Linked DNA regions of Mus musculus: regions 2, 3, 4, 5, 6 and 7 are each linked to region 1. A link is a contact called in public HiChIP or PLAC-seq, capture Hi-C and promoter capture Hi-C data. All regions are on one chromosome and are shown on one strand. Each heading gives the region's core, a stretch centred on a gene start, on an enhancer-like site or on the middle of the called end of the contact. The rest is flanking DNA. Distances are from core to core; before and after follow the strand shown. Region 1 holds the start of Necap1 (NECAP endocytosis associated 1). Region 2 holds the start of Vmn2r19 (vomeronasal 2, receptor 19). Region 3 holds the start of Clec4e (C-type lectin domain family 4, member e). Region 4 overlaps Clec4n (C-type lectin domain family 4, member n). Region 5 has its middle 22 kb from the start of Clec4n. Region 6 has its middle 18 kb from the start of Aicda. Region 7 holds the start of Clec4b2 (C-type lectin domain family 4, member b2).

What was found. Promoter capture Hi-C pulls out the DNA fragments that hold promoters and counts their contacts. HiChIP or PLAC-seq counts read pairs in DNA pulled down with a chosen protein or histone mark. Capture Hi-C pulls out chosen DNA fragments and counts their contacts.
Region 2: a contact with region 1 is called in a promoter capture Hi-C map of hematopoietic stem and progenitor cells. The contact joins the promoter of Vmn2r19 here to the promoter of Necap1 in region 1. A contact is called at or near these places in 1 of 39 promoter capture datasets (hematopoietic stem and progenitor cells) and 3 of 115 datasets of contacts at active chromatin or transcription factors (embryonic stem cells and epiblast stem cells).
Region 3: a promoter capture Hi-C map of macrophages shows a contact between it and region 1, with 8 read pairs. The contact joins the promoter of Clec4e here to the promoter of Necap1 in region 1. A contact is called at or near these places in 4 of 39 promoter capture datasets (the HPC-7 cell line, embryonic stem cells, hematopoietic stem and progenitor cells and 1 more) and 4 of 115 datasets of contacts at active chromatin or transcription factors (bone marrow-derived macrophages, embryonic stem cells and microglia).
Region 4: an H3K4me3 HiChIP or PLAC-seq map of bone marrow-derived macrophages shows a contact between it and region 1, with 4 times the contacts expected there. The contact joins the enhancer-like site here to the promoter of Necap1 in region 1. A contact is called at or near these places in 6 of 39 promoter capture datasets (the C10 cell line, the HPC-7 cell line, cranial neural crest and 3 more), 11 of 484 Hi-C or Micro-C datasets (the CH12 cell line, the G1E-ER4 cell line, bone marrow-derived macrophages and 6 more) and 8 of 115 datasets of contacts at active chromatin or transcription factors (DN3 thymocytes, the HPC-7 cell line, bone marrow-derived macrophages and 2 more).
Region 5: a contact with region 1 is called in an H3K4me3 HiChIP or PLAC-seq map of bone marrow-derived macrophages, with 7 times the contacts expected there. The contact joins the enhancer-like site here to the promoter of Necap1 in region 1. A contact is called at or near these places in 2 of 39 promoter capture datasets (the HPC-7 cell line and macrophages), 1 of 484 Hi-C or Micro-C datasets (bone marrow-derived macrophages), 3 of 115 datasets of contacts at active chromatin or transcription factors (bone marrow-derived macrophages and embryonic stem cells) and 1 of 9 other capture datasets (embryonic stem cells).
Region 6: a contact with region 1 is called in a promoter capture Hi-C map of neutrophils, with 3 times the contacts expected there. The contact joins the enhancer-like site here to the promoter of Necap1 in region 1. A contact is called at or near these places in 5 of 39 promoter capture datasets (the C10 cell line, macrophages, neutrophils and 1 more), 3 of 484 Hi-C or Micro-C datasets (CD4 T cells, macrophages and uterus) and 1 of 115 datasets of contacts at active chromatin or transcription factors (pancreatic cancer cells).
Region 7: a capture Hi-C map of macrophages shows a contact between it and region 1, with 6 times the contacts expected there. The contact joins the promoter of Clec4b2 here to the promoter of Necap1 in region 1. A contact is called at or near these places in 12 of 39 promoter capture datasets (the C10 cell line, the HPC-7 cell line, cranial neural crest and 6 more), 1 of 484 Hi-C or Micro-C datasets (bone marrow-derived macrophages), 8 of 115 datasets of contacts at active chromatin or transcription factors (bone marrow-derived macrophages, embryonic stem cells and epiblast stem cells) and 3 of 9 other capture datasets (embryonic stem cells, liver and macrophages).

What each region holds. Positions count from the first base shown.
Region 1 is chr6:122,873,131-122,876,023 of GRCm38.p6, reverse strand. It overlaps Necap1 (NECAP endocytosis associated 1), which reads right to left and starts at 1,467. Exons shown (of 8, transcript NM_026267.3): 1 at 1,361-1,467. The coding sequence starts at 1,455.
Region 2 is chr6:123,306,929-123,309,821 of GRCm38.p6, reverse strand. Vmn2r19 (vomeronasal 2, receptor 19) reads right to left here and starts at 1,489. Exons shown (of 6, transcript NM_001104632.1): 1 at 1,275-1,489; 2 at 1-197. The coding sequence starts at 1,489.
Region 3 is chr6:123,288,455-123,291,347 of GRCm38.p6, reverse strand. Clec4e (C-type lectin domain family 4, member e) reads left to right here and starts at 1,477. Exons shown (of 6, transcript NM_019948.2): 1 at 1,477-1,636; 2 at 2,359-2,454. The coding sequence starts at 1,600.
Region 4 is chr6:123,242,863-123,245,755 of GRCm38.p6, reverse strand. Clec4n (C-type lectin domain family 4, member n) reads right to left here. Exons shown (of 6, transcript NM_020001.2): 5 at 1,163-1,278. Among named protein-coding and RNA genes, the nearest start is that of Clec4n, 14 kb to the right of the region's middle. Within about 2 kb of position 1,360, at least 9 of the 459 cell types and tissues checked have an H3K27ac peak or open chromatin away from gene starts, as enhancers often do. A contact at or near this core is called in bone marrow-derived macrophages, where this site is marked.
Region 5 is chr6:123,206,263-123,209,155 of GRCm38.p6, reverse strand. No RefSeq gene overlaps it. Among named protein-coding and RNA genes, the nearest start is that of Clec4n, 22 kb to the left of the region's middle. Within about 2 kb of position 1,490, at least 21 of the 459 cell types and tissues checked have an H3K27ac peak or open chromatin away from gene starts, as enhancers often do. A contact at or near this core is called in the HPC-7 cell line and bone marrow-derived macrophages, where this site is marked.
Region 6 is chr6:122,569,941-122,572,833 of GRCm38.p6, reverse strand. No RefSeq gene overlaps it. Among named protein-coding and RNA genes, the nearest start is that of Aicda, 18 kb to the right of the region's middle. Within about 2 kb of position 1,378, at least 129 of the 459 cell types and tissues checked have an H3K27ac peak or open chromatin away from gene starts, as enhancers often do. A contact at or near this core is called in macrophages, neutrophils, pancreatic cancer cells and 1 more, where this site is marked.
Region 7 is chr6:123,171,551-123,174,443 of GRCm38.p6, reverse strand. It overlaps Clec4b2 (C-type lectin domain family 4, member b2), which reads right to left and starts at 1,421. Exons shown (of 6, transcript NM_001004159.2): 1 at 1,367-1,421; 2 at 696-785. The coding sequence starts at 1,391.

The DNA of each region.
Region 1 (2,893 bases), core at 218-2,717:
CACAGGTCTGTACAAAACAACTCATCAATGATGAATGACCCTCTGGTTAGGAAGCAAAATGGAGATGTGGAGAAGGTAACTTTCCAGCAAGAGAAAAACCATGAAGGTATGTAGGTCAGAAAAGGGATACTACTAGTACTGTATTTTTATAACGATTTAGTTACCCTATACTCTTTTATTTAACTCTCAAAAAAAAACCTGTGAAGGGGTTGGGGAAATGGCTCAGTAGTTAAGAACACTTGTTGCTCCTGCAGAAGACAGGGGTTCAGTTGCCAGCACCCAGATGATGGTTCACCAACATCAGTGACTCCAGTTCCTGGAGATCTGATGTCTCACAACATCACTCTGACCTCTGTGAGCACAAGGCATACCCACTCATACAGACAGACAAAACACCCATACACATACCTCTAAAACAAATAAAAACCTGTGAGGTACACAAGACGTGCACAGTCTTCTCACGCTACTTCTCCTGTTTTACAAATGAGAACCCTTAAGGCCTGGGGAAGAAAAACATTGATTGGCTCATAAATTACACAGCTATTTAGTGTCGAGGGCTCAGACCTAAAGAGTTTTCAACACAAATCCCAGCGAATTCTCTTTGAACTCCTTAACATCCTACAACAGCCCAAAACCTCAATCACTGGATTACAAGGTTGTCAGGCCTTACAAGAGGAAAAAAAAAAAAAAAAAAAAAAAAAATGCTGCACTGACTCTGGGAAAGCTCTAAGAGAGGTGACTGGATTGATAGGAAGGCAGAAATCCCTACATAATCAATGTGTGGGGGGGAGGGGTACACACACACAAACAAAATGAAAACACGCAATAGCTCATCACTGGAATACAAGATCTTAACGTGTGCCTACTGCGCCCCCCCCCCCCAAAAAAAAAAAAAAACTAAAGGATGATGACACTTGGCGAGAATGACAACAGTATCAATTAAAATAGATCATCTAAACAGTGGACAGCAAAACTACCATTCCGGACAAGTGTCAGGCGGGATCAGAAGCGCGGGGGGAGGGGGGGGAGCGTGCCGTGTGCGTGTGCGGACGCGCGCGTGGAGGATTACAAGCCAAAGGTCGCAGCAAGAGTAACAGATGGAGCAGGCATGAATGGATTGCGGATGACGAGGAGCAGACGATGTCTCAGGGGGAGGGATGGGGAGGAGAGGTGGAAAGACGCATGACGGCAGGAAGAAAAGAAAACAAAATCAGAGTTCCAGCAAAACAGAAAAGTAGACGGAGCCGCCGGCAGCCCGGGTGGCAGGCTAACTACGGCGGCAGCGGCTCGAGCCGATGGCTGCTGCCCAAGGACACAACCGTCACCCCGGCGGGCGCCGGCTGCAAATCCCCCTGGGTACCTGTAACCGCGGTTGGAGGCCCGCGGCGGAATCCGGTAGACGCTGACGTCGGGCTTCACACACAGCACGGACTCATATTCCAGCTCTGCCGCCATCTTGGCTCCGCTAGCGCCGCGGGGGCGGGGCACGGGTGGGGGCGGGCTGAGACGCCGACGGCTTCCTTCGCGTCACTTCCGCTCGGGTACAGCTTCGAGGTTAACCTCTAGGCGGCGCAAAACCTGTTACAATCTGGAAACGCTGATGCGCCTGGCTCGCCATCTTGAGTAACGGCAAAGACAGGCTCAGTGGTAGAGCACTTGCCTGCCAAGGCCTCGGGTTGGGCTCTTTCCCCAGCGAAAAATTAAAAATAAGAATTCAGTTCTCTTTTACCTACCTTCAAACGGTAACCAGAAAAAAAAAAAAAAAAAGTCACTGAATATACGAAAACAAAACAGAGGTTGGACAAAATGAATCTCTGCTTTCTCATTCTGTTCTCATAAGCAAGTGTCCAATGCATAATCTATTAAGTGCTACCATGGGGTTGTTTTGTTTTTTTGCAATTTTGTAGGTTTTGTTGGTGACTTCTCCATATTAAAATGACTGATTACAGTGCTAAATGCTATCTAGCATCCCTCAGCATGAGTAGCCCAGCTGGCTACACATCACGATGAGTACTAAACAGCTCTATCCACAAATATGTTCTTTGTGCACTCGCAAATAAATGTAAGCTTACAACAGTGTAACTTAGAAATGTTTTAGATGGCACTGACTTCAAGTGGCAAAACCAAGTCTGATCTTATCTTGTCCCCCCCAAAACACCAGTAGCAGCCTCTTTCATTGCATTCTATCGACTGGTTGACTTTTACTTCTGATTGGTCTGCTTTGCCTAGCAAAGCCAGTTCAACAAGAATTAGACTTTAGGGTTGGTGAGATGGCTCAGTGGGTAAGAGCACCTGACTGCTCTTCCAAAGGTCTGGAGTTCAAATCCCAGCAACCACATGGTGGCTCACAACCATCCATAACGAGATCTGACTCCCTCTTCTGGAGTGTTTGAAGACAGCTACAGTGTACTTACATATAACCAATAAATAAATCTTTAAAAAAAAAAAAAAAAAAGAATTAGACTTTAATTGGCTGGTAAGGATGTAGAGACTGGCTACGGTTGCCAGGACTATAAATTGATCCAACGCTGCTTTGAAGGGACATTTAGCAGAACTCTCCAAATATTAAGTGGGTGTAGCCTTTAACAGTTCCACTAGCTTTTTGTTTGTTCATGTCTGTTTATTTGGAGACAGAGTTTCAATGTAGTCCAGGCTGGCCCTCATCTCATTATGTACTAAAGAATGACTTTGAACTTGTAATCCTCCTGCCACCATAGTACTGGAATTACAGGCATGTGTCACCACACTCTTTTCTTTTCTTTTTTTCAGTGTTTTGGATCACATCCAGGGTTTTGTGAGAACTAGGCAAGCATTCTATCAATTTAGCTACATCCCCAACCAAAAACTTTTTTTTCTATCATATACTTCTCCAACACATGTTATAAAGAGAATA
Region 2 (2,893 bases), core at 240-2,739, 430 kb before region 1:
TGCAGCTGTAGTTAGGAATTGGGGGGCTCTCTCCTGAGATCAAAGCCATAGAACTTTCCATGGCCTTCATCTCAAGATAGTCAACATTGAAGAGATAGAATCCCAGGGACATATTGAACAGAATATTTGGGTCCTTGTTGATTTTTTCTGTAGCAAAAACCATTGCCAATATATGTTGATAATGTTTGGTAAGATGCCTATGATGAAATATTATAAAGATAATTTTTGTGTTCTTTTTAATATTAATTTTTAATTAAAATATAATTACATGAGTTACCTTCCTTTCTTTTCTCCTTGTAGCTCTTCTCATGCTCCCTCTTAAACTCTGGATTTTTATTTTTAATAATCTAAGTCATATAAAGAATATACACAATAATCCAAGAAATAAACAGGATATTCTATATTAAAAATGTAGAAGAATTAGTGTTAAAATGAAGATTCATAGCACAATTTTTGCTTTTGAATTTTTTTGAGACAGTGTCTCACTATTCAGCCCAGGCTGGACTGAAACTCACTATGTAGACTAGGTTAACCACAGTCTCATAGAGATTCATCTGCCTCTGCTTCTCAGGTTGTGGGATTAAAGGTTTGCACCAACACATACTTTTGAATATACAATTTTCACATTTTACTGTGCAATTCGTGTCTGAGAAATTGAAATGGAGGAGAAAAGCAAACATTTAAACTTAGTATTTCTTGTGGTCTTCGAAAGTAGAATAAACCTCAGGAAAATACACAGTGCTTGATCAAACATAGCAATTTTAAAAAATAGTGTCATGTCAATTTAAATAGGAAAAATAACATGTTTTCAGTACAATACACTAAATATCTACCAAGAAAAAATTTTTACTTCAAAGTGCTTTCAACACCTTCTTACATATTTAAGAGATTCCGCATGAGTAGAAGGAGACACACAGAGAGAAAGTCATGGCTGATTAGCTCTTGGTATTTGGTGGCTACTGGGGAAGAGAGAGTCAGTTTCCTTCCAGGAAGTTTCGTTTGCCTACACTCTAGATGATGTCCTATACTCCTGCAGTACTGGCATGCCTAAATGAACTCAGTAGATTAAAAAGTGAGATGGAGACAGAATAGATAAAGTTGAGAGAGAGAGAGTGTGAGAGAGCGAGAGAGGCAGAGAGAGCATGAACTTGAGACAGGAGACAGTGGACATTGGGGTGGGGGGAAGCAGTAGAGGAGGGTTTGATCAACATATATTATATATATGTATGAAATCCTGAAGAAATATTTTTAAATGAGAGAAGCCAAACACTTACGCATAAAGAAATTCTGATAAATAGAATGCATCTTTAAAGCTAAATTTACTTATGAAGCGTCTAATCATCACTCTAAGGGAGAAGAGTCCTCCAATCACAAAATCCCCATCTTGATAGTAGCCAGGAGAAGCAGGTATACTTAAGGAGAAACAAGACATTTGTTCCTGGAACACAATGAGAATAATCCAGAGAGAGAAGGCAATGAGTAATCTCATATTTACGTTGATAAAAAAATGGATAAAACCCGGAAATCTGTTCAGTTGAGAGTCATGGATCCCAATAACACATCAACAAACTGATAAAACATGTGGCTGTCTGGTCAGTGTTGATCAAGTTTATAAAGCATTGTTTTGTCCTGATACAGGCCCACCAGTATCCAAACACTTCCTCAGTTCCCTGGAGTACAATCTGCTTTGCACCTACATAGCCCTAGATTATGTCCCCTTCACAGAGTCACTGTGAGTCTCCAAGGGCTCAGGAACCTGGCACCTAGTAATCCTGATTGTTGGCAGGAAAACACACAATTAAGAAAAGTGTGAAGTCCTCTCAAACACCTGTGGGGTGTTTACACTCAGTGAACTGAGACTTCTCAAGGTCCCAAGGTAAAGAGAGACTAACCAGTGGAAACATAATGAAGTCATGAAGCGTCATCTGAAAGATGACATCAAAGGGTTCAGTGGGGGAGCAGGGCGGGACTCATAATCTTTTAGCATAAATGTAATTCTAACATATTTCTGTATGTCCAAGACAAAATCTCTCATTAGAAAAAATTATGTTTGATTACTATATAGGGCAAATTATTAACATGTGTATTTTTTAACATCTTACATTGTATATGCTTATGAATAGAAATAATACACATCGTGAAAATTAAGTCTAAACACTTACTTCACACAGTTTTTTTTCAAGTACTGGTGTGATTTCAGAATTATTTACTACAGAGAAAGCAAATCATGGGATACTTATTGCTTTTAAAAATGTCTCTTGTGCATGAATGAGGTCCAATGTGTTAAGCAAATTTTCTTTTTTCCCCTTTCTTTCTCTCTCTCTCTCATTCATTCATTTTTGGTGCTGACATTCTAGGAGACTGCACTTAGAGCATGGTGTATGCTGGGCAATACTCTACTTTAGAGTCACATCTTTAGCCTTTTTAAATCTTTAAAGGCATGTAATAGGCTGCCCAGGTTGTCCTTGCAATTGTGAACCTCCTGTCTCAATCTTCTTAGTTGCAGATACCGGTGTGCGTCACCAAGCATAACTGTTACCGTATTTTGATGTGAATATATATAATATATATATTTGTAATAAGAAATTCAGATGTATAAAGATATATGTCACTTGTTTTGCAAATCAGATTAAGTCCATTCACATGGAAAATACACTTCATCACAGCTCCTAAGGGGGTAAGAACCTGTAGGTAAGAGTGTGTACAGAGGCTTTGTTACTCAGAACATGAGGAAAATCACACCTTATCCTCATCTTATTTCTTTGGGTCTGTGGATTGTAGCATGGTTATTCTTTACTTTAAGGCTAATATCCATACCTAAGTGGTTACATACTACCTTCATCTTTCGGGGACTCAATTACCTCACTCAGGATGATATCTCTATCCATTTACT
Region 3 (2,893 bases), core at 228-2,727, 420 kb before region 1:
TAAATAAAGAAAATATATAATTTTAAAAACAGAAATAAACCCAACCAAGGAAACAAACATAAAACTCTACAGTGAAAACTTTTAGACTTTGAAGGAAAAAACTTAGGAAAAAGACCTAGAGGATAGCAAAACCTACATTGCTTATGGGTTTCAAAAGTTAGTCTAGCCTACAAAAAGAATCTTGAGACACAAAAGACCAATGATACAGAAATAAAGTTTTCTTTTGGCATGTTTGTCTGGAGTATCAGGTCAAGGATTTGGTAACCCCATGGTTTGGATCTTGGAAATGATGGCACACCATGATAGAAGTCAAGAAACCATTGAAGACTGAAATAGTTCAGACTCTTTCAAAGCCACTGAAGCTATGGCCATTTCACAAGAGCTCATCTCTATACATCCACAAAGCCTCTTCTCTGGGGAGCAAAGCCTTACATATGAAATTTCAGTGACAACTCAACCAAGCCATATCAATTTTAAAATATGCTTCAAGATACTTGAAAAAAATCCACGTGTCTGTAAAATAAAAAGTTCTGAGGGAAATTTCCAATCTGTGGAAATAATAGAAAGTTTCCTTGAGGCAAAAAAAATATTGTGTAGCACATAGGAAATCTGGCTCATCAAACACGGGGATTACCAAGTCATATGTGTAGCACTTCTATCTCCTGACACTCATAACCTCAAGACAGCTGATACTAGTGTGACTTTTACAGACATTAAAGAGTCTTTAGAAAACTTGTAGGAAGTTAAGGAAAGACATCCTATATCAAGCTCACATTCCAGACAAACACTGAGTTCTGTCTAACTGAAATTGCTTCTGCTGACACTCAAATCTGTTCCTCCTCTAAAATTTCCAAATAAATAAAAAATAGAATTAAAGTACCTAATGAGTCCTTAGACATTGTGTGTCAGTTTAAGAAACTGAACTGACTCACAAAGGCATGTGTGGCTGATCTATAAAACAGTCCAGTGGATAGCATCTTGGTAAAGGGGTCAGATTCCACACAGTGAGCACCTAAGAGCTGGTAAAGGAAGAGGAACAGAAAGGACCTAAAGAAAACTTTCATTGCCAACTTGTAAATATGCACATTATGTTCCCAGCTGTGTGGTGTGGGCAGAGATAATTTAGAGGCTCTCAGCCTCCTGTCTGTGAACAAATGTATACTTGATAGAAACAACAAACAAACAAAAAACAACAAGAATTCAGAATGTGGTACTGAGGCACATAGTGCCAAAGGAAAATCGGGACCAAGTTAGACTTTGAGAAAAGTAAGGCATTTACCAACTAAAATAACACAGATATATTTTTCAGGCCTCTCTGCCATTTCTCTTGATGCTTAGCATATACTTCATCATTTCCTCTTTTGTGGTCTGGAGTGAGAATTGGCGTGGTGTCCACTAAACTCCTTGTCCTTGTGCAAGAGAGGAAATTCTGACTTAATTGCACATCTATAAAGCACGTTGACATACTGTGCTATCCGGTCTGTTAGTCTTGAACTTTTAAAAAGAGGGCCAAGGATTCACCATTCAAGACTCACTTTCCAGGGGCTCTTTCTAAACTGAGAAGAGAAGGAAAAGGAAGAAAGGCAGGAAAAAGGAAGAATGAATTCAACCAAATCGCCTGCATCCCACCACACAGGTACAATCTAGGCATCCTCCTTGACTCTCTTAGAAGTTTGCCAAGGGCTAGGGTGATAGAAAAGCACTTACTGAGGTGGAAACAAAACAAAAGAGAGGAAAGGTCAGAGCTCTTGCTGAGGAGTCTGGGAGAAGGGGCCAAGGGAGGTGGGAGGAGCTTGCCTGCTGACTGTTTCTACCTTCTGTGATACTCTGAATGTCTTTGAGCAAGTCCTTCACTTCTGTGGAATTTACTCGAATTGTCTGTAAAATGTATATCTGGCATAAGAAAGTACTTACTGCATGGCTGCCAACTGTTTGGTCTAATTTACAAAAAGCTTAAAAATGAAATGCTGAGAAGAGCCCAGCAGGAGAAAGACTAGAAAGGCAAAGGGAGAAAGTGAGGTAAGATGAGAAGAGAAGAAAGGGAGGAAGCACGGAGGGCAGTCCTTAAAGTGCAGAAGCATTTTAAATGGGGAGAGTAGAAATGAAAAGCTCAGACTTCTTAAGGTGTGGTTTCCAGGCTAACATCGGCCGGAAGCAGAGGCTTCCACACGGCTCGCCTGGATTGTTAGCTTTCTGGGTGAGGACCAACAGTCTCCAGAGGGCACGGATGCATGGGCAAGCCTGGGGACTGGTAGATATGAAATGAAAACAGGAAGGAGTAAAGATAAAGTCAACTCAAATCTCGTTCGTATATTGCTTTGGGAAGATCCACTGTGTATTTTATCCTTCTTCCTACAGAGAGAGGATGCTTCAAAAACTCCCAAGTGCTCTCCTGGACGATAGCCGGGGCCTCCATCCTGTTTCTCAGTGGCTGTTTCATCACCAGATGTGTCGGTGGGTTCTGATGATCAGATTCACTCTGTCTCTCCATGGCAAACACTAGCAGTAGATTCTTGCTTGGTGCATCACTTTTCCTATAAAGAGGCTTTTTGGTTTTGTTTTAATAAAGTTTTGTGCATGCTATATTTAATTATTCTTGACCGACTTTGTTGTTTAACAGTTTCATATGTGTATATAATGTTTTCCATTACTCTTTCTCTCACACCCTCTCTTATGTACCTCCCTTCACTACTAACCCCACCTGCTTCCTTTCTCAGTTTCATGAGTTTTAGTTAGTTTAGTTTAGTTTAGTTTAGTTTAGTTTAGTTGGGTTTAACATGGGCCATCTGTATGATCACAGAGGGAGGGCATCCATTGGAGGAGGGCATCCATTGGGGGAGAACATCCATTGGAGGAGGGTATCCATTGGAGGAGGGCATCCATTGGGGGAGAA
Region 4 (2,893 bases), core at 111-2,610, 370 kb before region 1:
CTCTGCCCATAACTATAGCTTTGAATTATACTCAGAATTATAGCTTTGAGTTATAGTAGTAGTTTATAGGATTTATTTATAAATGTATAACAAGTATGTCTCTTATTCTTGTGCCTTCTCTTGGGCTATTTTATTTTTCTGTTGGCTTGGCTTGCCCAACTGCAAAGTAATAGTTTTCTTTTTATCTTATTGTACTTTATTTTGTTGTTATCTGTTCTTTTCTAGTGAGAGTAAATAGATATATATATGGGGAAGGAGATATGGAAGAACTGAGGAAAGTAGAGGGAGGGGAAATTGTATTCAAATTATACTGTATGAGGAAAAAACTATGTTTAATGTAAGGAAAAAAGAAAAAAAGGAAAATTTAATAAAATACCTGTTTAACTTCTAATTAACTTTGACCCTGATTAAGAAATTTAATGTATTATTATTATTATTTTACATTTTTCATGTATAAAAATGGAAATGATAATAAACTAGAAACAAATTTAGTAAAGGTTTCAATGTAACGCACTAGATTACATGAGGATAAAATAAGATAATAAATGTGCTTAAATAGCATAACATATTATTATGTAATTATTCTGATATATTTATCATAATTCTGATCCAGTTACTTTAAATGGTATTTATTAGAGATTAATAAATTAAATTAAGTCTCTACTTGTGTTTAAAGTCAGAAAAAAAAATAATCTAATGGCTGAGAACACCATCTTTTTTGTTTGCTTTGCTTTGTATTATTTTGTTTTGTTTTCGAGACAGGGTTTCTCTTTGTAGCCCTGGCTGTCCTGGAACTCACTCTGTAGACCAGGCTGGCCTCAAACTCAGAACTCTGCCTGCCTCTGACTCCAAAGTACTGGAATTAAAGGCATGTGCCACCACTGCTCAGCTGAGAACACCATTTTTAGAGTCAGGTAGACACTGAGTAAATGAACTTTCTTATCTTATTTGACCTATGAATCTTGAGGAAGTTATTATTCAATATTTTATGTGTAAATTGAGTTTCTAAACAAGGAATTTTATAAAACTTTAGATTATGCATACATTTAGTGAGAACTTAATTAATTGCAGTCATTAATTATAATAGTTACAGCTGGCAAATTTTCCCTACATTTTCAATGTAAATAATCGCAGTGTTGCATTAATCTAGGACTGCACTCACCTGACATTTTGACTGAAAGGAGTATCATCGATCCATTGCCATTTGCCATTACCTTGTGGATCCGAAAGACCCAGGAAGTAAGAAAGTGACTCATTCAGCTGCTGGGTGATGAAATTCTGTATGGAGAAAAGGGAGTTAACAACTTGCAGTTTTCATATTGAACAGAATGAGCATTCGTCATAGCCTTCACGGCCATTGGAATAGAAAAAAGCAGAAGTGAAAGGAAAGGTCATTGGAACCCATAGCACAGGAATGAAAAATAACAATGTTGTCACAAAGGCAAAAGGCCCTAGCTCATACCTTCATCATTCATTCTCCACCAATTAAAAGGATCTCCAATTCCATGAAGTTATTTTTATACTTTTAACCTCGTTTAAAATGTGATGTGGACTAGAGCCCCAGGCTTCCTTGCCAGCAGAGTCTCGCCCAACACCCGCAAGGGCCCACACAGGACTCCCCACGGGATCCTAAGACCTCTGGTGAGTGGAACACAGCGCCTTCCCCAATCCAATCACGTGGAACCTGAGACTGCGGTACATAGGGAAGAAGGCTACCTGGGCCTGATCAGGGGCACAAACCCCTTCCGCTCTACACGAGCCCTGGGCTACCTTGCCAGCGGAGTCGCCTGACACCTGCAAGGGCCCACACAGGATTCCACACGGGATCCTAAGACCTCTAGTGAGTGGAACACAACTTCTGCCAGGAGTCTGGTTCAAACACCAGATATCTGGGTACCTGCCCTGCAAGAAGAGAGCTTGCCTGCAGAGAATACTCTGCCGACTGAAACTAAGGAGAGTGCTACCCTCCAGGTCTGCTTATAGAGGCTAACAGAGTCACCTGAAGAACAAGCTCTTAACAGTGACAACTAAAACAGCTAGCTTCAGAGATTACCAGATGGCGAAAGGCAAACGTAAGAATCCTACTAACAGAAATCAAGACCACTCACCATCATCAGAACGCAGCACTCCCACCCCACCTAGTCCTGGGCACCCCAACATGACCGAAAATCTAGACACAGATTTAAAAACATTTCTCATGATGATGATAGAGGGCATCAAGAAGGACTTTCATAAGTCACTTAAAGAATTACAGGAGAGCACTGCTAAAGAGTTACAGGCCCTTAAAGAAAAGCAGGAAAACACAGCCAAACAGGTAGAAATCATTAAAGAAAAACAGGAAAACACATCCAAACAGGTGATGGAAATGAACAAAACCATACTAGAACTAAAAGGGGAAGTAGACACAATAAAGAAAACCCAAAGCGAGGCAACGCTGGAGATAGAAACCCTAGGAAAGAAATCTGGAACCATAGATGCGAGCATCAGCAACAGAATACAAGAAATGGAAGAGAGAATCTCAGGTGCAGAAGATTCCATAGAGAACATCGACACAACAGTCAAAGAAAATACAAAATGCAAAAGGATCCTAATTCAAAACATCCAGGTAATCCAGGACACAATGAGAAGACCAAACCTACGGATAATAGGAATTGATGAGAACGAAGATTTTCAACTTAAAGGGCCAGCTAATATCTTCAACAAAATAATAGAAGAAAACTTCCCAAACATAAAAAAAGAGATGCCCATGATCATACAAGAAGCCTACAGAACTCCAAATAGACTGGACCAGAAATGAAATTCCTGCCGACACATAATAATCAGAACAACAAATGCACTAAATAAAGATAGAATATTAAAAGCAGTAAGGGAGAAAGGTCAAGTAACATATAAA
Region 5 (2,893 bases), core at 241-2,740, 330 kb before region 1:
GAAAAAATCTTCACTAACCCCACCTCTGGTAGAGGGTTAATATCCAAAATATATAAAGAACTCAAGAAGATATCTCAAAAAAAAAAAACCAAATAACTCAATTTTAAAAATGAGGTATACTTCTTAGAAGGAAAACAAAATACTAATAGGAGCAAATATAGAGATAAAATGTAGAGCAGAAACTGAAGGAAAGGCCATCGAGAGACTGTCCCACCTGGAGATTGATCCCATATACAGTTACCAAACCCAGACACTATTGCTGATGCTAAGAAGTACATGCTGACAGGAGCCTGATATAGCTGTCTCCTCAGAGTCCCTGTCTGAGCCTTACAAATACAGAGGCAGATGCTTGCAGGCAACCATTGAAATGAGTTCAGGGTCCCCAGTAGAGGAGTTAGAGAAAGGACTGAAGGAGCTGAAGGGGTTTGCAACCCCATAGGAAGAACAACAATATCAACCAACCATACCCCCCAGAGCTCCCAGGGACTAAGTCAAGGAGTACACAAGGCTCCAGTTTCGTATGTAGTAGATGATGACCTTGTTAAGCATCAATGAAAGGAGAGGACCTTGGTCCTATGAAGGTTTGATAGATGTCCCAGTGTAGGGGAATCAAGGGTGGGGAGGTGGGAGTGGGTGGGTGAGTGGAGGAACACCCTCATAGAAACAGGTGGAGGGAGGATGGGATAGGGGATTTCCAGGAGTTGGTGGAAACTGGAAAAGGAGATAACATTTGAAGTTTAAATAAAGAAGATATCTAATAAAAAAAAGGGGGGGGGCATAGCACCAAACAGAGAATTCACAACAGTGGAATCTCCAATTGTCTCCAATGCCTGAGAAGCACTTAAAGAAATGTTCAAAGTCCTTAGTCATCAGGGAAATGCAAATCAAAACAACTCTGAGATTCCACCTTACACCAATCAGAATGGCTAAGACCAAAACCTCAGATGACAACAAGCACATGCTGGCAAGGATGTGGAGAAAAAGAAACAGTCCTCAATAACTGGTAGAATTGCAAAATGGCACAACCACCATGCTTCCCATTTCTAAAGGGAAAATTTGGCTTAATTAGTAACATTCAATTTTCCACAAAGGTAGTAATGCCACCTCAGAAGCTGCTGGAGGGTTGTTTGCTTGTTTGTTTGTTTGTTTTTCACACATTGACTTATGTAACTGGTTATATAAAAGAGTCTGAACACTGGAAAAAATGTGCCTGACTTGAAGGCCTAAAATTTTTAAAACCTACAGTCATAAGGGTTCTCAAATACTTTGATCCCCCTTTTAGCTCACATTCTAAAATAAAGATAGAGGAGAGCAGATGGTAATAGGACAATGGGGATCTGCACCTCTTTAGAAGTACTTCTTTGGGACAATTCCAATCTCCATTGTCCAGATACCAGCAATCCAGTTCAGTAGTGTCAGGATACCAACAGTCCAGCTCAAATATGCCACCAAACACAAATCAGCAGTGGCAGCATGATTCTGCAGAAACAGCTAAGCTTCCACTGACTCAGCATGAGTCAGCAGGAGTGAACATAACCAGTCATAACACCAAGAGAAGTTCTCTGCCTTGTCTCTTTCAATAAAGATCAATGAAGAAGCTAGACCAACTAAGCATTGCACAGCAGACAATGCAAGCATTCCATCACTGTTTGTTGTGTCCTACTTTTAATCTCTCCTAAGATTTTATCACATGTCCTTTCATGGGTCTACTTCAGCAAAACATCACATGAGCCTGCTTCAGGAAAGTATCACATGACACAACCAGATATTTTTCCTTCACTTACTGGCTCAGGGCTGAGCAAGACTTGTGTAGGTTTCCGTTTGTCACCATTAGCCTGCTACATGAAATGTTAGAAAAAACAGGAGTAATTGTCTATATTATTTTTTTCTACACCAATTTAGAATTTCTTGTGTCAAAGGATGCTACCTTGTACTTAAAGATATTTTAGCAAGGTTTTCATTTAATATCTAATAAAGAATATTTAATATTTCTTATGTTTTATAGGAAGTATACAAGTTCACATGGGTGTGTTTTAATCATCATTGTTGCTACATTAACAAGTTGGGCCTTATGTTTTCATTCTTTATTTACCTAACTCTAAACTGTAATCCATGATTATTCTTAAAGATTAATTAAACAACACACAAACCAGGAATCACTGCATGTTAGTGGCTGGGGCTAGTGCTTTCTGCAACTCATTAGAGAAATTAAATGGAAAGATAATCTATAAAATATTACTATAATTACATACTTAGTAACTTATTAAGTTATCTCAGGAATTGGAGCAATGAATACATGGTTGTAAAGACTGGGTGCTGAGATCTCTGACTTGTTGATGAAGGGCACAAACTGTCAAATAAAATAGAAGTAAATACTAAGATCCATACATAGTACAATAAAATGAGAATAGCACCATCCTGTATATCTGAATTTTCCTTAAAGGACTGTCTTAGTCAGGGTTTCTATTCCTGCACAAACATCATGACCAAGAGGCAAGTTGGGGAGGAAAGGGTTTATTCGGCTTATACTTCCATGCTGCTGTTCATCACCAAAGGAAGTCAGGACTGGAACTCAAGCAGGTCAGGGAGCAGGAGCTGATGCAGAGGCCATGGAGGGATGTTCTTTACTGGCTTGCCTCACCTGGCTTGCTCAGCCTGCTCTCTTATAGAACCCAAGACTACCAGCCCAGAGATGGTCCCACCCACAAGGGGCCTTTCCCCCTTGATCACTAATTGAGAAAATGCCTTACAGTTGGATCTCATGGAGGCATTTCCTCAAATGAAGCTCCTTTCTCTGTGATAACTCCAGCTGTGTCAAGTTGACACAAAACTAGCTAGTACAATTGACCCCTTGTCAACTTGACACACAAAAACATCACTAGTAAGCCTCAAC
Region 6 (2,893 bases), core at 129-2,628, 300 kb after region 1:
ACACAGCTGGCAGAAAGCCTTCCAGGAGCCCAGGAAAGGTTTGGGAGAGACTTAGAGGGTTGCCAGAAGTAATTCCACCAGAAGGAGGACTCCAAGATAGTGTTGGAGAAACACAGAGGGCGACTCGGTAAAGGGCAGGCAGCATGGGTCAGAATTTGAGCCTGGGGGCATCCCCAAGGGGACTGAAACTTGCCAGAGAGATACCCAGAATCAGTGGAGAGGCATGGAAGGGCACCCAAGAGGTGTAGGAAGGCTGCCTGATGCACCAGCATGAGTTTGTATCATGCTCATGGAGCTCTAGGAGAGTCATTTGCCAAGTAGGTAAGGAGAGACATGAGTCTAGAGCCGGTGGAGGGGAAGTGGTGGAAGAGGCAGACCCTAGAATTTGAAGTTAAATATGGTGGTGGCAGAAGCCAGAAGCAACACACAATCTATACAGCAGGAGAGCCAGATCAGCAGCTTTGTTCTGTTAAAAGAGGCCAGGCCCCTTGGAAGTGGGGGGATAGGGTGGGGGAGTCCCCATGCCCCTCCCAGGTTCTCAGCACCAGACATATAGGGATAGCAGGGAGTACCGTGAGGAAAAATATCAAGAACAGTGGGAGAGAATAGAGGAGATAGTGAGACAACAAGAGAGGGAGTCGAGCCAGAGAACAGCTGGCTGAACAGAGGATGAGAAGCTGAGGGACTGAATGAGGTACGCAGGTCCTCTGGACTCTCCTGCCTCAGCCCATCCACCATTTGCCGTTGTCCCGAGGAGGAAGCTTTTTCTGAAATTACATTTTATTTTATGTGTTCATTGTATGCATGATTGTGTGTGTGCCTTAGCATACATGTAGAGCTTGTAGGAATGGTTTCTCTCCTACCAAGTGAATCTGGTTGGCTTCAAACTCAAGTTCTCAGGCTTGGCAGCAGGCTCCTTTGTCTCCTGAGTCACTTTGCTTGCCCATAGTTTTCTTGTACTATATAAATACATTTTTAGGAAATGTTATCCATGGCAACAGCTTCAACTACAGCCTGTCCTCAGGCGTGACCATCATAATGCATTCAACAGTTGATAGCATACCAGCACTAACTAAATTAAGACGACAGCAAAGTGCCAACTGATTAGATAACCAGTCTGGCAATGCTCTTGAGCTGGCTGGATACAGCTCGATCTATAATATTTAAGCACTATATAATATAATAGAGTGTTTAAACACATTCTGGTAGCTAACAGAAGAAGCCACAACCCGGTCAAACTCTAACTCTGCTTTTTGCTGAGGGACCTGGTCATCTGTTTTCTGTTTCCTCAATAAAACGAGGATGATAAAGTTCCAGTGTCATAGGGACATTGTGAAACACAACTTAAGCAATGAGGTTACAGATTGAGTAATATTTTTCCCCTCTAAATGTACCCACAGTGCTTGGTCACCTACAAGGAACTCAGTGTGAACAGGCAGACTCAAACACAATGCAATTGGGCTTATGCATTCTTGACTGTGTGTACTGAATTGAATGGGAGAGAAAAATACCTATATGGCATTCATCGTGAACCAAGTGCTGAGTGTCTCACACATTGAATTCATTTATTTTTCCCTAGAAGTCTCCACTTGTTATTGGCTTAACTTTGGAAAAGAGAAAAAGTTCAAACGACTCGACCAAGGCCACCCAGCTGCTGACTATGTCCCTCTGCCCCAGGAAAGAGGAAGCAGCCTTTTGCAAACAAAAGGGCATTTCTGACAACTTCTTTTATATTTAGCTGACCTAGTGACTAATGCTTTGAACATTTCCAAGAGCCTTCTCCTCCATCCCGAAACACATATACTCACTTTAAAGTATGAAGTGACATGGCTGTGAGCTTAGGTGACCCCAAGTCCTTGTTCAATTACTAAAGAACAAACAAATACAGCTGGGGTTGGTGACAGAGGAACCAATAAACGTGAGTCACTTCCTGAATAACTATCTTCTTAACCCCAGATGTCAGGACAAGCCAATACCCAGATGTGTGCACTGGTGTGTGGACTTGGTGGATAGAGCTGACCCGCCCACAGAAGGTACAGTGTGTTCACTCTATAGTTAGAAGGGTGCTAATCTGGTCTTCAGTACTAAAGGTGTTGCCTAGGCTCAGTGGTCACCCTGATCATCCTGAGAACCAGAGTCTGACAAAATGGACTGAGACGGTGTCTCAAATTGAGGTCCATAAGTTTCCAGGGCTGGAGATGGAGCTCAGTCAGTAGAGCATTTGCCTAGCTTTCAGGAAGCCCTATGTTCTATTTTTAAAACATATAAACCCGGCGTGATACCATAGGCTATAAACCCAGAATTTGGGAGGCAGAATAAAGGAAAGAAGGAAAGAAGGAAGGAAGAGAAAGAGAGAGAGAGAGAAAGGAAGGAAGAAAAAGAACAAAAGGAAGAAGGAAAGAACGAGAAAGAATAAAAGGAAGAGAGAGAGACAGAGAGGAAAAATCTCAGAATTACAAACACTGCGTCTTCAGGAAGAGCTGCCTTTATTTTTGTTATTCTTTGTTGTCCTTCCCTTCCTTTCTATTTCGTCTGAGACGAGGTCTTACTATACAGCCCAATCTGGCCTCACTCTCAGAATCTTTCTGCCTGGGCTCCCAATACAAGCACAGTCTACCATATCCACCCTGTCCCCCACCCCCTTTCTCTCCTGTGTTGGGGACTGAATGCAGCCCATCTCCCCCCGCCCCCCCTCCAGGGTGAGCACTCTACCTCTGAGCTCCTCAGCTCCTGGAATAAATTTATAGCAGAATCACCCCCCCCCACCCCCACCCCAGTGAATCCTGAGTGACTGTGCTAAGTCCTGCACTGAAGACAGATTCCTGGGAACTTGAATAAATTAAGTAATTAAAAAGTAATTAAATGAGTTAACAGCTGAGCTGTGAGCCATCCT
Region 7 (2,893 bases), core at 172-2,671, 300 kb before region 1:
AGTAAGTACTGTGATCATCTTCACAGCAAATACAGAACAAGACTAGAGACTGCAAAGAACATCATGAAAACTTCTCAAACAATAAACTTCAGATGTGATTTTATGGAAAGATGAAACAGGGCAGAAATATTTTATTTCTTCAATTATCACCATTTAATTTGGTTAATTTTCCCTCTTATTTTGAGGAAAAAAAAATCCCTTATGAATTAAAGACTTTGAGCTGCCGGTATTATAAAATCAATTAGACTTGCACTCTCAATAGAGAGTTGTGAGCAGAAACAATGATTACTGGAAGGCACTATCACAGACAGGTTATAAATAATGTGTGTTAACAAAGCCGGTCAAGGAATCTTATATATCTCAATGATCAAAAGATGGGGAAAAAACAAGGAAGAGAAGGCAAGAAAACCATGGCATTGCATGTAAGGGTAGAGCAGAAAATGGGATTAAAAAAAAACAGCCTCAGCCTGGTGGTGGTGTCACCCCATTTTAATTCCAGCACTTGAGAGGCAAAGGTGGAGGCAGGATGATCTCTGTGAGTTCAGAGCCAGGGTCATAGAAAGAGTTTCAGGACAGCAACAGACTATAGAGATAAACAGTATTGGAGATTCAAAACAAAACAAAAGAGCCCCTGGGAGTCTCTGTGGGAGAGACCAGACAGTGCCCAAAGAGACACCATTCAGTGAAGAACTTACCTACACAACTCGCAATGAAACAGGTGCTGAGGAGTAAGATGGAAATCAGAGCAGCCATCCAGAGTCTCAGGGACCAGCAGACTACCTGCCCTGTCAGATGGCAAGCAGATATATTTACCAGAGGACCAAAAATCTTAGAATGCCTCCCCTGTCAGATAGTAAGTAGATGTACTCACCATAGGACCAAAAAGCTTAGAGCAATTAACGAACAGACAAAATGCTCAGAATAATTATGAACTTAAAGTAGGAAAAAGTTGTCAAATCTCTAGAATAAATGACCAAGTCAGCTCTGAAGCATGTGCACATACCCACATGGACACACACACACACACACACACACACACACACACACACACACACACAATCTAGAATCATTTCACCCTCAGGCACCTGCAATTTCCATGACCTTATATTTTAATCTTAATTATCACAGTCTTCTGTTGATGTCCTGTCTTTTCACATCTCCCTTCAGTATATGGTTTCTTATTTTTTCATGGTTTCTGGCGCTGAGACATCATACTTCCTTCAAATCCCTGTGGTTCTGCTATCTTGGTCCACTCCATCACTTCAGCCTGCCCACTTGGATGTACCATTACCCCAGGCACCTCATCATCACATCACACACTCCCACTTCTTCCCCTCACCTGATGATGCAGGAATGCCCACCTTACCTTGGGCTGGTCTTTCCTGCATCATTATTGAGCTGTATGTTCAGAAAATCACAGGCTTCTTGTATTTGCCTCTCTGAAATAGGACTCAGGTTCCTGGCCCCTTTCAAAAAGGTCAGCGCTCACAGTCAACCTTCACACCCCCTAAGCTAAATTCACTAGAATGGCCAATGCTGTACATATATAAGTCACGGTAGTCTACACTTCTCACTATTTAAGGACATTTGAAAGAGGAAATTGAGAAACATACCTGACATTGTTCCTGAAAACTCTCATGAGAAGGTTATCATAACTTGTTGAGTTCCTAATGTGGAAATCTCCCCCACTTCAAAAGAAATTTATCTATAAACAATATTTACATTGTTTATTTACAAAACTTTATTTGGTTTATTTATTTTCTATAAGGCTTAATTCGTATATTGAACGGGGTTCTAGGAAACAATAAAACATTTGATTGAATGGCTAGAACTTAGATGTTATGCATTAATGTAGTAAAAAAATAATAAGCCGAGATATGCTGAGAGATGATAAAGCAGTTGGTTGTCTTGCAAGCATGAAGACCTGAGACTGATGCTCAGAACCTGCCTAAAAATGTCATGTGTGCAGATACATGACTGTAATGGCAACATTGGGAAGCAGAGACATGTGGATCCCTGGGAGCTTCTTGTCCAGGCTAATTGTTGTTCTTCAGACCCACAAGAGACCCTGTCTCAAAGGAAGTGGATGGTGCTCCTGGGAACTGTACCTGAGGTTGTCCTTGAAAGAAAGAAGGAAATAAAAAGAAAACATGGCTATTCCTAAGGGGTTGAAAATTTTATTATATACACATATACACATACATATTACACATATATATAATGTAATATATATATATATATATATGTAATATGTATGTGTGTGTGTGTGTGTGTGTGTGTGTGTGTGTGTGTGTGTGTGTAATAGAGAGCATATCCAGAGGCATCTGGAGTGGTCCAAAATGGTGAACCAGGCCATCACTGGGTGGTGAGAGGAGGGCACAGGAACCAAAAGTGAAAAGACCAGGAATGAGCCAAAATACCAGAAGACCAAAAGGACTAAGTACCAAAATATAGGGAAACAAAGCTGGGGTCTAGCCTAGTCATATATATTTTATTTATATATCCCTTTCTGTTATCTTTGCAATCTACCTTTATGTTCCTTAAAAACAACTGTTGATTTGTGGACTATTTTCATGTGAGTTTTGACTTGTAATGTGATTAGAGAGCAATGAGTGTGCTCCTCTGGCAGAAGTAATAATCCTTAGGCTTTAAACTGTTGCGAGGAAAGAAGGAACCAAACAGACCTTGTCCAATATGACAAGATCTGACTTGCATGGGGCAAAAGTTCATTGGTAACATTTTACGAGTTCTCTCATTAGGTTAGGAGGAGGGAAGAGTGGTGTAAAATCAAAGGCAAGCTCCATAGAGTATATTATCTCTTCCTACTCACACATATTCTCGGGAACCTTCCCTCTATTATCCTCACCAGCACCTGCACATTCATGAGGAAGCA